3 separate regions of the Mus musculus genome follow, and regions 1 and 3 are each linked to region 2. Evidence: chromatin contacts called from public Hi-C and HiChIP or PLAC-seq data. All regions are on one chromosome and are shown on one strand. The core of a region is the stretch at or near the end of the contact, and the rest is flanking DNA. Distances in the headings are between cores, read along the strand shown. Region 1 overlaps Setd3 (SET domain containing 3). Region 2 overlaps Gm51969 (a long non-coding RNA gene). Region 3 overlaps Bcl11b (B cell leukemia/lymphoma 11B).

Region 1 (4,303 bases), core at 616-3,115, 1.6 Mb after region 2:
GCAGAACAGGAATCAAACCCAACTCACCCTGCAGGCCAGCTATGCTGAGAACTTCAGAATGAGCTGGGTTTGTCAACCCCCCCCCCCCCCCAACACACACACCTGTGTGAGTCCTCATCAGAGAAAGCTTCCGCCCCATGTCATCTGGAACCCAAGAATGTGGAGGAACAGGACTTGCCCTCTTCCCTTACAGAACTGGCCACAGGAAGACGCTTCCTGTCTTCACTCAGCCAGCCACCAGGCAGCCCTGCACTTGTGCCCAGAGCCTAGCACACACACCTGCCATACACAGGCTCCAGAGCAAAGCAGGTAAACCATAGTGGCCGAGGAACAGAGCAGGGCAAGGGGCGAAAGGAGTCAGCAGAGAACAGAAAGAAAGAGCCATAGAGAGAGACAGAAAGATGAAAGGTTTTCTTCAATAAATTCCTACTTGTAAGAGAATAAAAAGCAAAGTGGCCCATTGAGCCTGTGGTCCAGTGAGACAAGAAATGACTGTGAGAGCTGGGGCTGGGGCTCAGACCATACAAACGCAGTCGCCGCAGTCTCTCACAGTGCTCTAAGATTGGAGTTTTCAGTCTTCAGTATGAAGAGACACCCAGCTTCTATTAGAGGCAGGCAGGGAAGAGCAAGGGTTGCTTCTGCTTGTCCTGGAGAGAGCTGGCAGGGGAATAAGGAGCCAAGGAGAATATGCACTCAGAAGCTCAGCAGCCCCCAGCCTCAACCCCAGGAAGAGATCTTTACCAGGCCATTGGTATGATTGCACATGTCCCATAAAGGAATCAGAGCCAAGGTCACCCGGGAACCATCCTCTGTAGGAATTTGGTTTTGCCGTGTCATAACTGATGAGACGGCCCACCTGTTACAAAAAAATAAAATAAAATAAAATAAACAAATTAAGAGTAAATTTGTGGAAAAGCCACCCCCACAAGAACACACTCAATTAGGAAATTGAGGTTGTGAGTGGCTGCCAGTTTTCAGGCTTTTTTGTACCATTTAGAACTAAAGGCAGAATTGAGAGGAGGAGGGGGCAGAATGGCAGGAAAGGAAGCCTGCACACAGCCCACCGAGTATGCAAAGGAACTAGGAGAAGCAGGGGTCTCAACCTACGTGGTGATGAAACTGCTCTCTCCAAAGCCAGCTCCCCCTCACCCAAACGCTGACTTCAGCGGTAGGCAGGGCTCTGAGCCTCACTGACCGACCAGTGGGTGCTGCTTCTCCTCTCTAACAGACCCCTCCACGGTGTGGACGAGGCATGGAACACGGCACTTTTATTACATAGCACAGTCCGTTAGCTCTATGTTCCAAAGAATCCCTGCTTCACACTAATGTTAATCTACTTAAAAGAGAAAAAGTCCTTTAGCAACACTTAACACTAATGTTAAGCCCAAACGCCCCTTGGCTACCTCAGGCAAGCTACTGGCATTACAGGTTCACAGCGGTTTCTTGGCAGCTGTCAAAACGCCAGTGCTTATCGAAGCCGCTCACCCTGGCTTTTGAGACCGCCCTATTTCAACACTGTAAGTGGTCGCAGCAGGCCACTTGCTGCCGAGCTGCCCTCACTTCCAGATCCTCAGAAACCACCCGCAACACAGCGCCCTCACAAACCTGTAGTCCTCGTAAGTGAAAGACTCCTTCAAGGGCAGTTTGTTGGCATGAGGATGGGTCTGGGAATCAACGGTTTTAGGAAGCAGAGGTGGGGGGGAAAAAAGGGAGAAAACAGAAATCAGTCAACAGAATTTCATTATTTAGCTGCTAACAGATCCTAACAAGAGCCAAATGAAGCAGGAGGCGTCCAGCCGCGCAACTGAGGGATCAGTGTGCTATTGTGCCCTCATACATCACTGTCAACTTAATTTGTTGTGCCCAGCGGCCGCCATAAATCTGCTCCTTCACACTTCCATCCGGAACCCACAGACACCACACAAGACAGTGTAAGGTGGACTGCTGCACAAAGGCAGGCACACCCTCTGCTACGAGTACGAGCTCTGAGGGAACATGGAGCCTGCAAAGCCAATAGGGAGGCTTGCCTCTCCCGGGGTCTCATGCTCTGCTAGATTTTATTCTCTTTGTATGTCACAAGAAGCAACACTTACAAACCCTCTAGTACGTTGGAAATACTCTCACATTCTCTAATAACACTTGATGACAATCGACTTAGGTGCAAATGAATTATTTACACAGTAAATGTGGATCAAACACAGGAAATCAAGCAAAGTCAAGTCTTGTGAGAGAATGAAGTAAATTATACAAGTAAGATAAAGATAACACAGACAATCATTAAATTACTTTTTTCTCTAAACAAAAGAACATTTGATAAAATATCCAAAACTTTACACATGGAAGAAAATTTTATAGCTTCACATTCCCTTTTTATAATGCCCTACCCCTTAGACCTGTAAGCACTTAAAACTCTGTCTCAATTAAGGAATTAAAGCTGTAACAGTGTGATTTTAACCTTAAGTTTCAGTTACAGTCTGAGACAGATTGCAGTTAAGTGATCAGATTAACAAACGGTTGTTTCTGAGCTGGAGACCAGATCTGCGGAAGCTGATCGTGTGCCTGCTAGTGTGGCTCCACGCAGCAGTTTTAACTCCAGGTACGGCACGGCAAGTGCACTGCAATTCATCACCGCTCCCTGTACTGTGCTGGCTGGTACTGTGCGCAGGGCAGTAGGGAATGAGGCAGAAGTGGCTCAAACCGTAAATCACTCAGAAAAACAAAAGCTTGTCCTTGGTGCATAATCTTAGACAAATTATATATTACAAAAGGGGCTAACTGGGTGTTAGCTCCCAGGTGCCTGCTTCTCCTCTCTTTATAGCCTCATTTTAAGCCTTTGGAAGAAAAGTCAAAATGTAAAACTGTATTTACATAATCTTTAAGATGCATGTTGGGCCAGGTGTATCTGTACATACCTGTAAACACCAGCACTTGAAAGGCTAAGATGGGAGGATCAGAAATGTGAGACCTGCCTGTGCTACCTAGCTAGTACCTGCCTCAACATAAATAAATCACAATGCGATAAAATGAATATTGTACTAGCAATGTGCAATTAAATAAGAGACTTTAAGGGGACGTACAGAACATGACAGGGCACTTCCAGTCTGGTTCAGGAAATGGTATGCTAGGGGAGGTCAGCCCCGCCCCACCGGCCTGCCCTGGAGCCTGTGCTCTGAGGATTCGAGGTATGCCTTCCTCTTACTTATCACATTTAGCCAAGACAGAGTCCAGATTTCCCTTTAAACATACTAATCACCATAAGGCCCTTTCCTCTTCTCAAAACTAACCTGGTAAGAAGAGACAAACTGCAAAATAGTAAGGAGAACGGATTCTATTGACCAATTTTCCTTTCATTTGTAATAAAGTGAAATCTCATTTTATCTTATGATTGAAAACTTTGCACACCCAAATTCTCTTTCCAAAGTCTAAAAGATGCAAAAATTTTATTTTTAAAAAATGTTTTAATTCTCTTAAACTATGGAATTTACTATGGCCTTTTGAAAGTTGGTAAATACCTATGTGAAATCTCAGAAATAATAAAATTTTAACACCCTCCCCACAAAAGGCTGATATTAAATAAGGGAAAAAATTGACAGTTTTCAGTTTTGAAAAGCACTTAAACATTCTTCCAACAGTTGAGTTTCTTTATCTTGGATTCCTCAAGAACATGTATGGCCACTCCAGGACTAAGAAGATGGAAGGCTAAACCAATGTGCACCTTCTAATAGTTTGCATATATCCTGCATGACCTAACAGTTCTGATAAAATCATTAAAAATAAAAACCTCAGTAAAAAAGATGTGTAAGTATATTTTCTGTGTGGTTATATAACATTTTCAGAAACAATTAGAAATAGCTGTTCTCAAAAAACCAGGGTGTGCCTAGTACACATGATCCTGTATGAAAGCCAGTCTGCACTGACACATGAACCTAACAGTCGGAAGCACAATGTGGCACTGAGGCACAGCCAGTGCCTTCCTCCTCAGCAGGCTCTCTCTACTGTGACGCCAGCACCATCTATTGGCAGCATCAAAGAGTGCATGCAGTCCCTACCAGCAACATTCAGCTTCATTTGAATAAAATCAGGTTTCTAAAAAAAATCAAACAAACAAACAAAAAACCAAAAACAAAACCAATGCCAGTACCTTTCATCTGAATATAGTATTCTTGAAGGATTTAGAGGTATTTGAATATCAAAAATAATTCATCTATAATTTTTCTTTAATGTTTAATACTTAATGTTGGAAATAAATGGCTTCCCTTATTTAAAAAAAAATGAACAAAACTAAGACAAATGTAGATTGCAA
Region 2 (3,805 bases), core at 1,105-3,604:
GGAAAGTGTGTGACTCATCTCTGGCACGTGTCCTTGATATATAAAGAGCGTCTGCAGATCATTAATATAAGAACAAGCAGCAACCCAAGGTAGAAATACAGAAAGAACACTGTGCAGTTCCACCTTAGCATTTGCCATCTCATTCCAACACAGCTCACAAGACGTCTCTCTTTGAGACTTTCTTTTTTTCTTTTTTCTTTCTTTTTTTTTTTTTGTGGTTTTTTCGAGACAGGGTTTCTCTGTGTAGCCCTGGCTGTCCTGAAACTCACTCTGTAGACCAGACTGGCGGTGCCTGATCAGAAATGATCCACTTAGATGTGCGCTTCAGACACAATGCAAAATATTTTTCAGTACCATGATATTTGGAGGCTGAAAAGACAGAAGCAGCCACTGGCATAGCGGCACCCTCTTGTAATTCAGGCATGCAGGGCAATGTAGGCAGGGACCTGGGAAGTTTGAGGCTACCACAAAGGATGGAGATGGTGCTCAGCCTCAAACAAACAATTGGAAGAAGGGGGGGAGGCTAAGGGGAGATACTTTTTTATTTCATGATTTATTCTTATTTATTAATTCTCTGTGTTTAAAGTGAAAGCAGAAAGGTACTGAATGGTTCGCTCCGAATGTTAGCATCTGCCAATGGGAGGATCTGCTGGTTTGGGTGTAAGAGAGCTCCGGCTGTGTTATGGTCTATACAGAGACAAACACCGAAAGTACTATGCAGGCATTCATATTCTATTCTAAACACAGAAAAACCAGAAAACATAGAAGAAAGTACATTGTGCTCTGACGGGTGAGACTGTAATTAATTTTATTTTGATTTTGTATGAACATTTTTGCTTGCTTGGTTATTTTATTTCATTTTATTTTATTTAGACAGGGTTTCTCTATGCAGCCATAGCTGTCCTGGAACTCATTCTGTAGACCATTGCTGGACTTGAACTTAGAGACCCAGCTGCCTCTGCCTCCTGAGTGTGGGGGTTAAAGGCGTGCGCCACCCCTGACTGCACACATTATTTTTTTAAATCTTCATTGTAACTCTATATGTGTATACACATATTCTCTGCATACATTACTTAAACTCTTTGTTTAGATGTCTTTTTTTAGCTTTCTTACTTTTATTCCTTAAAAAAAAAAACCCAAGGATATAATGAGGCATAATTATGTAAATACCGCATATTTATCTGTGCAGTGCTTTTAGATGCATGGTGGTCTCCGTGTATGCCTGACTCTCTCCAGGAAGCCAGGCCTCCAAGTTAGAGTTCCCATTTTACAGATGAGACAATGAGGCCCTGGACAGTTCAGTGAGATGAAAAGCAGAGTAGGAAGAACCTGTCAACTACTGTGCATCGTGGGTTAGCTTAGGAATACACGTGCTTGGTATATAAAGTGTAGCAAGGGCCCTGAACCCATGGGGATGCCAAACCTGGCATTCAGAGAGTGCACCAAGAATTGGGTCCTTTAGGAATTCCCGCCAACGCTTAGAGGAGGTGTGGGGGTGGTGGCGGTGGGGAGGAGTGTCTCTAGTGTGACTTTTTCACTGTGCAGTAAAGTCTCTCTCAATTTAACTTCTTCCTCTCCCATTTCATGTGAGTGTCTCTGTGTGTATCTGTTTCTGTGAAGAGCATGAGCCGGAGGGTGCCTATGTGTGCTTATATGTGTGTCTAATAAGCCCAGAGATCGAGTCCGGTGTCTTCTACCACACGCTCTCTCAATGGCCCGGGGCTCATCCAGCAGACTAGGCTGCCTGACCATTGATCTTGGGGTCTTGCACATCGCTGCCCCCGCCCCGTGATGGTATTACAAAGTGTGTCATCAGACCTGGCTTTTTATGTGGGTTCCAGAGCTCAAGTCCCCATTCTTGCTCAGCAAGCATTTTACCCAGGGAGTCATGTCCCCAGCCCAGCTGAGCTTCTCTATATAAACTCTGAACTCAGGCCCGAAAGCACACTCTCTTCCTCATTCACTATCGTCACTTTTTTTTTTTTTAATTTTTAAAATCATCACCCTTTTGTAAACTGAAACATGGAAACCAAAAACCAAAACGACAGCAACGCTTGAGCCTCTGAAGCCTGGCGGTGGTTTGACGGGGCTGTTCGGGAACCTCTGCTTGTGTGTTCCTGTGCCCCCTCTCCCAAAATGTGCCGCAATCAGAAGGCTCAAAGCTCCTCGCTGACTCCCCTACAGCTCTCAGAGTTAAAGCCCTTGCAACGACCTCTGAACTCCAGCCAGATCCGCGGTGTCTGCACCACTTGCCTCTGATAGTTCTGCTCCAAACAGGGTCTCTCTGGCTCAGCCCTAATACCTCTTTGGTCCTAGGCCTTCAGATAGGTTCTGCAAGGTGCAGTTTCCATGGCTTTCCCCCGGAGGCGCATGCGCACCGCACCTTCCGTTGCATCTTACTAAACCATCCCCTTTCAATACGAGCTTCCTCAAATTCCAGCTGCGTAGTACCAAAGTGCCAGGTTGGGTCTGAGCGGGGATACCCCACAGGGACAGGCATTCTATAGCTGTGCTTACCGCCGGGGCACCAGACTGAGGAGGACGTCAGTCCTTAATGCAAAACTGCCTTTAATTGTTCCTTGCAGATCTGAGCAGAAGGAAGCACGGGTTCTCATCTTTTAGCCTCGGTGACCTCTGACCTCTTATCAGAAGGACGCAGGCCAGGCCACTAGCAAGTTAGGAAGCGCTGTCCCGTGTTATCGCTGAAAGCTACGCATTTTCTTGCGAGACAAACATTATTTGAGGCCACGCAAGTACACACTGCACCTCTGGAGTTAGGCTGTTTTTCAAGGCTGGGGACAGGTCGCTGTTATTTTTGTTGTGTGTTTTTTTTTTTTTTTTTCATGGCTCTTTTTAGTCTTCCACCTGTTTACTGGGTTTGCTGGGCTCAGCCTCCAGAAAACAAGACAGAAAGCACCTCTCTGTGTTGCGTAGATTTAATACGCTCCGGGGGAACCCAGCACTGGTGGGTTAAGGAACAGGAATGTGCTCCCAGTTTAGGAAAGACAGTTCTTCAGCTTGAGTTTGTTTGGATGAAAACAAGACGGGCCCACATTTCTGTGTAAATCTGAAACCAGACAAGTTTCACACAGTTGCACATTTCAAAAAAGAAAAAAAAAAGAAAGAAAAAAAAACCGTTCTGCTCCCGTTTGGTGAGTATTCCGTGTATCGGGGGGAGGGGACCCCCTTAGACTTTCCAATGACAAAACGATTCCTCTTCTCCTCTCCAAAACCCTTTTTTGAGCCGTGTTCTCGGGTGTAGACTGGTTCTCTGGTGTGTATGGGAGTCTGGGATGCTGGAAGATGCTTCTATGAGATGTCAGCTCCGGGGCATGCTGTGGAACTTGCCAGAACAATCCCATTGCCCATAAATACAAAATCCTCTTTCTCACCCAGAGTGCCAGGTGCACCTTCGTCCAGAAAAACCTCAGCCTGGCCTAGGAGAATATTGTGTTCTGAGATTTTTCTGCAAATACACACACACACACACACACACACACACACACACACACACACACTTTCTCTTTCTGTCATTTTCTGTGTTAACCACATTCTTAAAACCTGGAGGCACGCCAATTTTTTTTTCTTGAAAACGGAAAAAAAATTCAAAAGTTTTTTTTTTTTTTGTAATTGAAATTCATGACAAATTACAGACAGTTTTTTTCTTCTTCCTGTCTCTTTTAGAACAACGTGTCCTTAGAAAAGAGCTTTCTTATTGAAATGGAACTTTGTGGAACCCGAGGAATGTGGCTGGGATGGATGGAGCTACCTGTCACTGCTGTGAGCCATGGCTGCCCACGCCCAC
Region 3 (4,032 bases), core at 393-2,892, 1.5 Mb after region 2:
TTTTTGACATGAAATTCATTTGCATCTTCTAACATACCAGAGGTCATGTGGGGTGTGTGCACAACAAAATACATAAAAATTAACACTTCGTGGGATAAATTTAATAAACGTGGTTATCACGTTAACACCGGCAATATTGATGATTACAAGTCAATCTAGCGAGCCCACGGCAGCGGACCTAACCGGAGGCTTACGTTCAGCTGAGACTTGTGCCACTATTTAATGTAATTAAAGATGCTGGCTGCACAGTCCTCAATGGAAATACCATCTTTGCTACAAAATATTTACATCAGAAATTGTGGGAAAGCATAGCATGCCTACTTTGATTTTATTGTGATTTTTTTTCTTCCTGGCCATCTTTGCAACAGGGCTGATGTGCCTGACCATGGACAGAATTCCTGCAGGAATCTTCCAGAGAAATCAGGTCCCACCTTCCTCCAGAAGCGGAGTGTTTATCTGCCACTTGCTTGGTTTTGAAATCGTTTCTTTTCATTTTTTAATCCACAAGCCTGCAGTTGGCTTTGATTACCCAGGAAGCCCTCTGCCTGGCAGACAGGACCCATCACGAGAGTGACTTTTTCACATGCCCCTAAAACAGCATCACGGGTTAAAGGCAGAGGCGGGAGGCTTGCGTACCTCATGCTGTACAGAACCACTGACTGTCAAGTTGGGTGCAGACAGGCTCCCACCCCGGGCCCAGGGTGACATTCCTTACTGGTACCTCAGAGAAAGAATTCGGCAAGTACCATTCTGAAAGCCTCCGGAACTAAACAGACCCAAAACTGAACAGAAGGAAAGAAAAAAAAAATTCATTGCACCGTATCTCCAAATCTGAGAAAATGAAGTCTTGGGACTGAAAAGAGCTTGACTCAGCTCTCCTCCGGGCTCAGAACAGCCTCTACACCTCCTACGGGTGCCTGCTGCCCTGAGAGAATCGAACAACAAAAACCCAGACCTTCCTTCTCTAACCTTGCCTGCTACAAACCCGAGTAGAAGCAGCTAGGAATCCTCCCCTTCCCTCCCCTGCTCCATGTGCATTTTAAATACCCCTTATTCTACACCCTAATTTCTTTGAGGGGGCAGGGGGGGAAATCGGTGTCACTAAAAAAACGTCACTCTGTTTTTGCAAAATCCATCAGCTTCTTTGGCAGCAGGGAAGGCTGGCTGGCATTATCCCCTCATTTGACAAAACTACTATTTCTGGGCACGGACTCAAAAACAGGTAGGAAGCAAATGCTGAGAAATACGGAAGTGGAAACAGCCAACAGCTTTTTCACTACCAAGAACGCCAAGCGTAAACATGATTTATTTAGCTGTGTGTAGCACGCCCGTCCTCCACTCAGCTACAAGCCCACTTGGGTTGAAGGGAAGGGTGGGTAGGAGGGGAACAGGAAGGGAAAAGCTGGGAAGACAAGAGGGAGAGAAGAGGCCATAGCTCCCTGGGGAGGCTCCTGAGCGGTTCCGGTTGTGAGTTTGAGGAGAACAAGAATATTATACCCCCAAAATATATGTACGTGTCAAAAGAAGGCAGCCCTAATCCGCGGGTTAATTAAGGAACCGCCACTAACAAAAGATGCAAGAGCCGACTCGTGCAAACAGAACGTGCACGGGCTTCTAGGCTCTCTGCTGCTCCCTGGCTTCTCCACACACCATTTGGGCTCCACGGAGTCAGAAGACGGTTTCATGCCAGATTCAGCCACAGAGAGAGCCTAGAACCTCGATACCTCCCTTTCGCATCCTTGCAGGCCTGCACGGAACGCAGGTCCGGATTCAATTACAGGTGCCACACGCCTGGCTGCAAGCCTACCCTCCGGTACGGTACAGATCTAGTCTTCTACTTCTATCTGCGATCCCCCACCCACCCACCTCCAGTCCAGCGGGTGGAACAGGAACTCTGAGGGTGCACACGCATTCACCCCATCCCAAACCGAAGCTGACAAACACATCAGATGCACAGCAAGGTCAGCAGACCTAAAGAGCAGAATTAGCCTGGAGCCTTCGGGTCCAGCAAGAGGTTATTATTAAAACTTGGATTCGGGTCACCCAGCATTGGCAGAGGGAAAAGAAACCAAGCTTCTTTGAATATAAAAACTGAAGAAAGAAAAAAAAAAAAAAGGTAAAACATTGGCCCCCTGCAGGCCACTGGAGACCGGCTTCTCCCTAGTGAAGGAAGGTACCATTTCATAGCCACCAGCTGCGGACTCAATGGGTACAGATGCTAATTTCTGAGAGCTTTGAGGCGGCAGAGAAAGGAAAGCCAGATCCGAGTTCCTTTTCACCTGCATTGAGCAAGACTACACATTTGAAGGCTGCCTGCTGTATACATTTCACCCAAGTCTGTATCCTATACCCACACACACACATACACACCCTCACCCCCATCTCGCTCCCTACCCTTCCGCGGCCAGAACCTAGTATCAGGAGGGGAAGAGGACATGTTCTGGGGTGTTCAGGTCAGGGTAACAGCAACACCACTAGGTATTAAGATAATGAATCTCTTCACGTTCCCAAAAAATAAGGAGCTGGAAGTGGGGAGCTACAGAGAAGGGCCTCTGAAGTGAATGGAGGTGGGGGAGGGGCGTTTCCTTGTGGTATGCCGTAAGCCTCTCCCCAAAGCCCCCAAATGCTTCCTCTTCGCATTAAAAACAACACCCTATACAAGCAGCTGTTGGATTCCTTTCCTCTTTGCAAATTAGTCACCCCGCCCCCAGGGCCCAAACAATAACAGTCTCGCTGGTATGATGTCTATGAAATCAGCCGTAGCTTCGCTCCACTCGCTTATGCTCCTATATAGATGGAGACTGGTTAGTAAAAAAAAAACACATCCCCATTCTACAGATACAGGCATCAGCTGAGGGACTGGATGGCCCTGGACCTTTAAAGGATAGGCCAGGCTGTGCGTCAAAGGTCCCAGACAGACTCCACCCCAGTGCCTAAACCCTGAGGTAACACCTGATGCTCCAAAAGCAACAAATATTTATCAAATGCCTAAGCAGTGCCATCAAGGGGAGCGGCGTTGTGGGAAAGCCTACAGGAACACGGAGATTTCTCCAAGCAGTGAAAGTGAAGGGGGTGGGCAGGGGTGCTGTTGCAGGCGCCGCCGCTTCAGCTACCGACCCCAGTGGCTGAACTGCCAGGAGATCCAGCTGACGGAGGGCTCCATTTCTATGCACACCTCCCACACACGGCTCCTGAACAAAGCCAAGCCAAGCCACCTGTGCCCTGAGGACACAGCTCAGGGCTCAGGACCTCATAGCCAGGCAGCGCTCTGTCACTCTAACACTGGCACCGAGGCAAGAAAGATCTACACACCCTTACCTCGAAGGATGGGGGAGGGGGGATAGAAGAGGGGCGGGGATGGGGGTGCTCGATGCATCAGCCCTAGAGGAAAGCCTTCCACTGTGAGGCCTTAAGGCTTAACTCAAATCGAGGTGAGGGAGAATCATGTATAATTTTTAAAATTCCTTTTGAGTTGTCAAAGTAAGGAAAGTAAGGAAAGCACAAGTGGTTAGCTGGCCTTCTCCTTGGGATGGTGGCCATTAAGTATGAACTGTGAACCCTCCTCCTCTCTCTCACACACCTAGCCTCCAAAGACACTGGATGCTCATCTCCCTTGACTGGGAAGAACACACACACACACACACACACACACACACACACACACACACACGGTGTTTCATCTTTCCTTCTGTAAAGGAACCCAGGTACATAACTATTAATCCGACACAGAACTGGCCTTTTCCTCCCAGCCCACTCTGAAGGCAGGGTTGTGATCTTTAGCCGTATTTACAGATATCCAAAGGCAGTTTCTGTCTTGTTGGAACTGTCATAAATGGACGTCTGAGAAATCCAGGAGCAAGTTCGGGCAGAGAGAAACCCTTCCTGTCCAGGACTGGCGGGTTTCCGTTCCAGAGAAGGACTTACTCCTCCCCAAGGCTTTTCAACAAATAAATTGACAAGTACCTTTAGACTCCATCAGAAAAGCCAGTTGCTCCAAGTTTGGATTAGCTAAACCTGTGCGTTTTGGTTTTT

Evidence for each region. A called contact is a pair of places that touch in the nucleus more often than the background predicts. HiChIP or PLAC-seq counts read pairs in DNA pulled down with a chosen protein or histone mark.
Region 1: a Hi-C map of forebrain shows a contact between it and region 2, with 2.9 times the contacts expected there. The contact joins two enhancer-like sites. A contact is called at or near these places in 1 of 39 promoter capture datasets (hippocampal neurons), 2 of 484 Hi-C or Micro-C datasets (cerebellum and forebrain), 2 of 115 datasets of contacts at active chromatin or transcription factors (astrocytes and embryonic stem cells) and 3 of 9 other capture datasets (embryonic stem cells, embryonic tail and embryonic trunk).
Region 3: a contact with region 2 is called in an H3K4me3 HiChIP or PLAC-seq map of forebrain, with 9 times the contacts expected there. The contact joins two enhancer-like sites. A contact is called at or near these places in 1 of 39 promoter capture datasets (embryonic stem cells), 2 of 484 Hi-C or Micro-C datasets (cerebral cortex and cortical neurons), 4 of 115 datasets of contacts at active chromatin or transcription factors (embryonic stem cells, forebrain, neural progenitor cells and 1 more) and 1 of 9 other capture datasets (embryonic stem cells).

Annotation. Positions count from the first base shown.
Region 1 is chr12:108,117,501-108,121,803 of GRCm38.p6, forward strand. Setd3 (SET domain containing 3) reads right to left here. Exons shown (of 13, transcript NM_028262.3): 7 at 1,606-1,664; 8 at 742-856. Among named protein-coding and RNA genes, the nearest start is that of Setd3, 60 kb to the right of the region's middle. Within about 2 kb of position 1,866, at least 26 of the 459 cell types and tissues checked have an H3K27ac peak or open chromatin away from gene starts, as enhancers often do. A contact at or near this core is called in forebrain, where this site is marked.
Region 2 is chr12:106,472,312-106,476,116 of GRCm38.p6, forward strand. It overlaps Gm51969 (a long non-coding RNA gene), which reads left to right. Exons shown (of 2, transcript XR_003950178.1): 2 at 3,685-3,805. Among named protein-coding and RNA genes, the nearest start is that of Gm32876, 5.0 kb to the right of the region's middle. Within about 2 kb of position 2,355, at least 30 of the 459 cell types and tissues checked have an H3K27ac peak or open chromatin away from gene starts, as enhancers often do. A contact at or near this core is called in cerebral cortex, cortical neurons and forebrain, where this site is marked.
Region 3 is chr12:107,975,064-107,979,095 of GRCm38.p6, forward strand. All of the region lies in intron 2 of Bcl11b (B cell leukemia/lymphoma 11B), which reads right to left. Among named protein-coding and RNA genes, the nearest start is that of Bcl11b, 26 kb to the right of the region's middle. Within about 2 kb of position 1,643, at least 39 of the 459 cell types and tissues checked have an H3K27ac peak or open chromatin away from gene starts, as enhancers often do. A contact at or near this core is called in cerebral cortex, cortical neurons and forebrain, where this site is marked.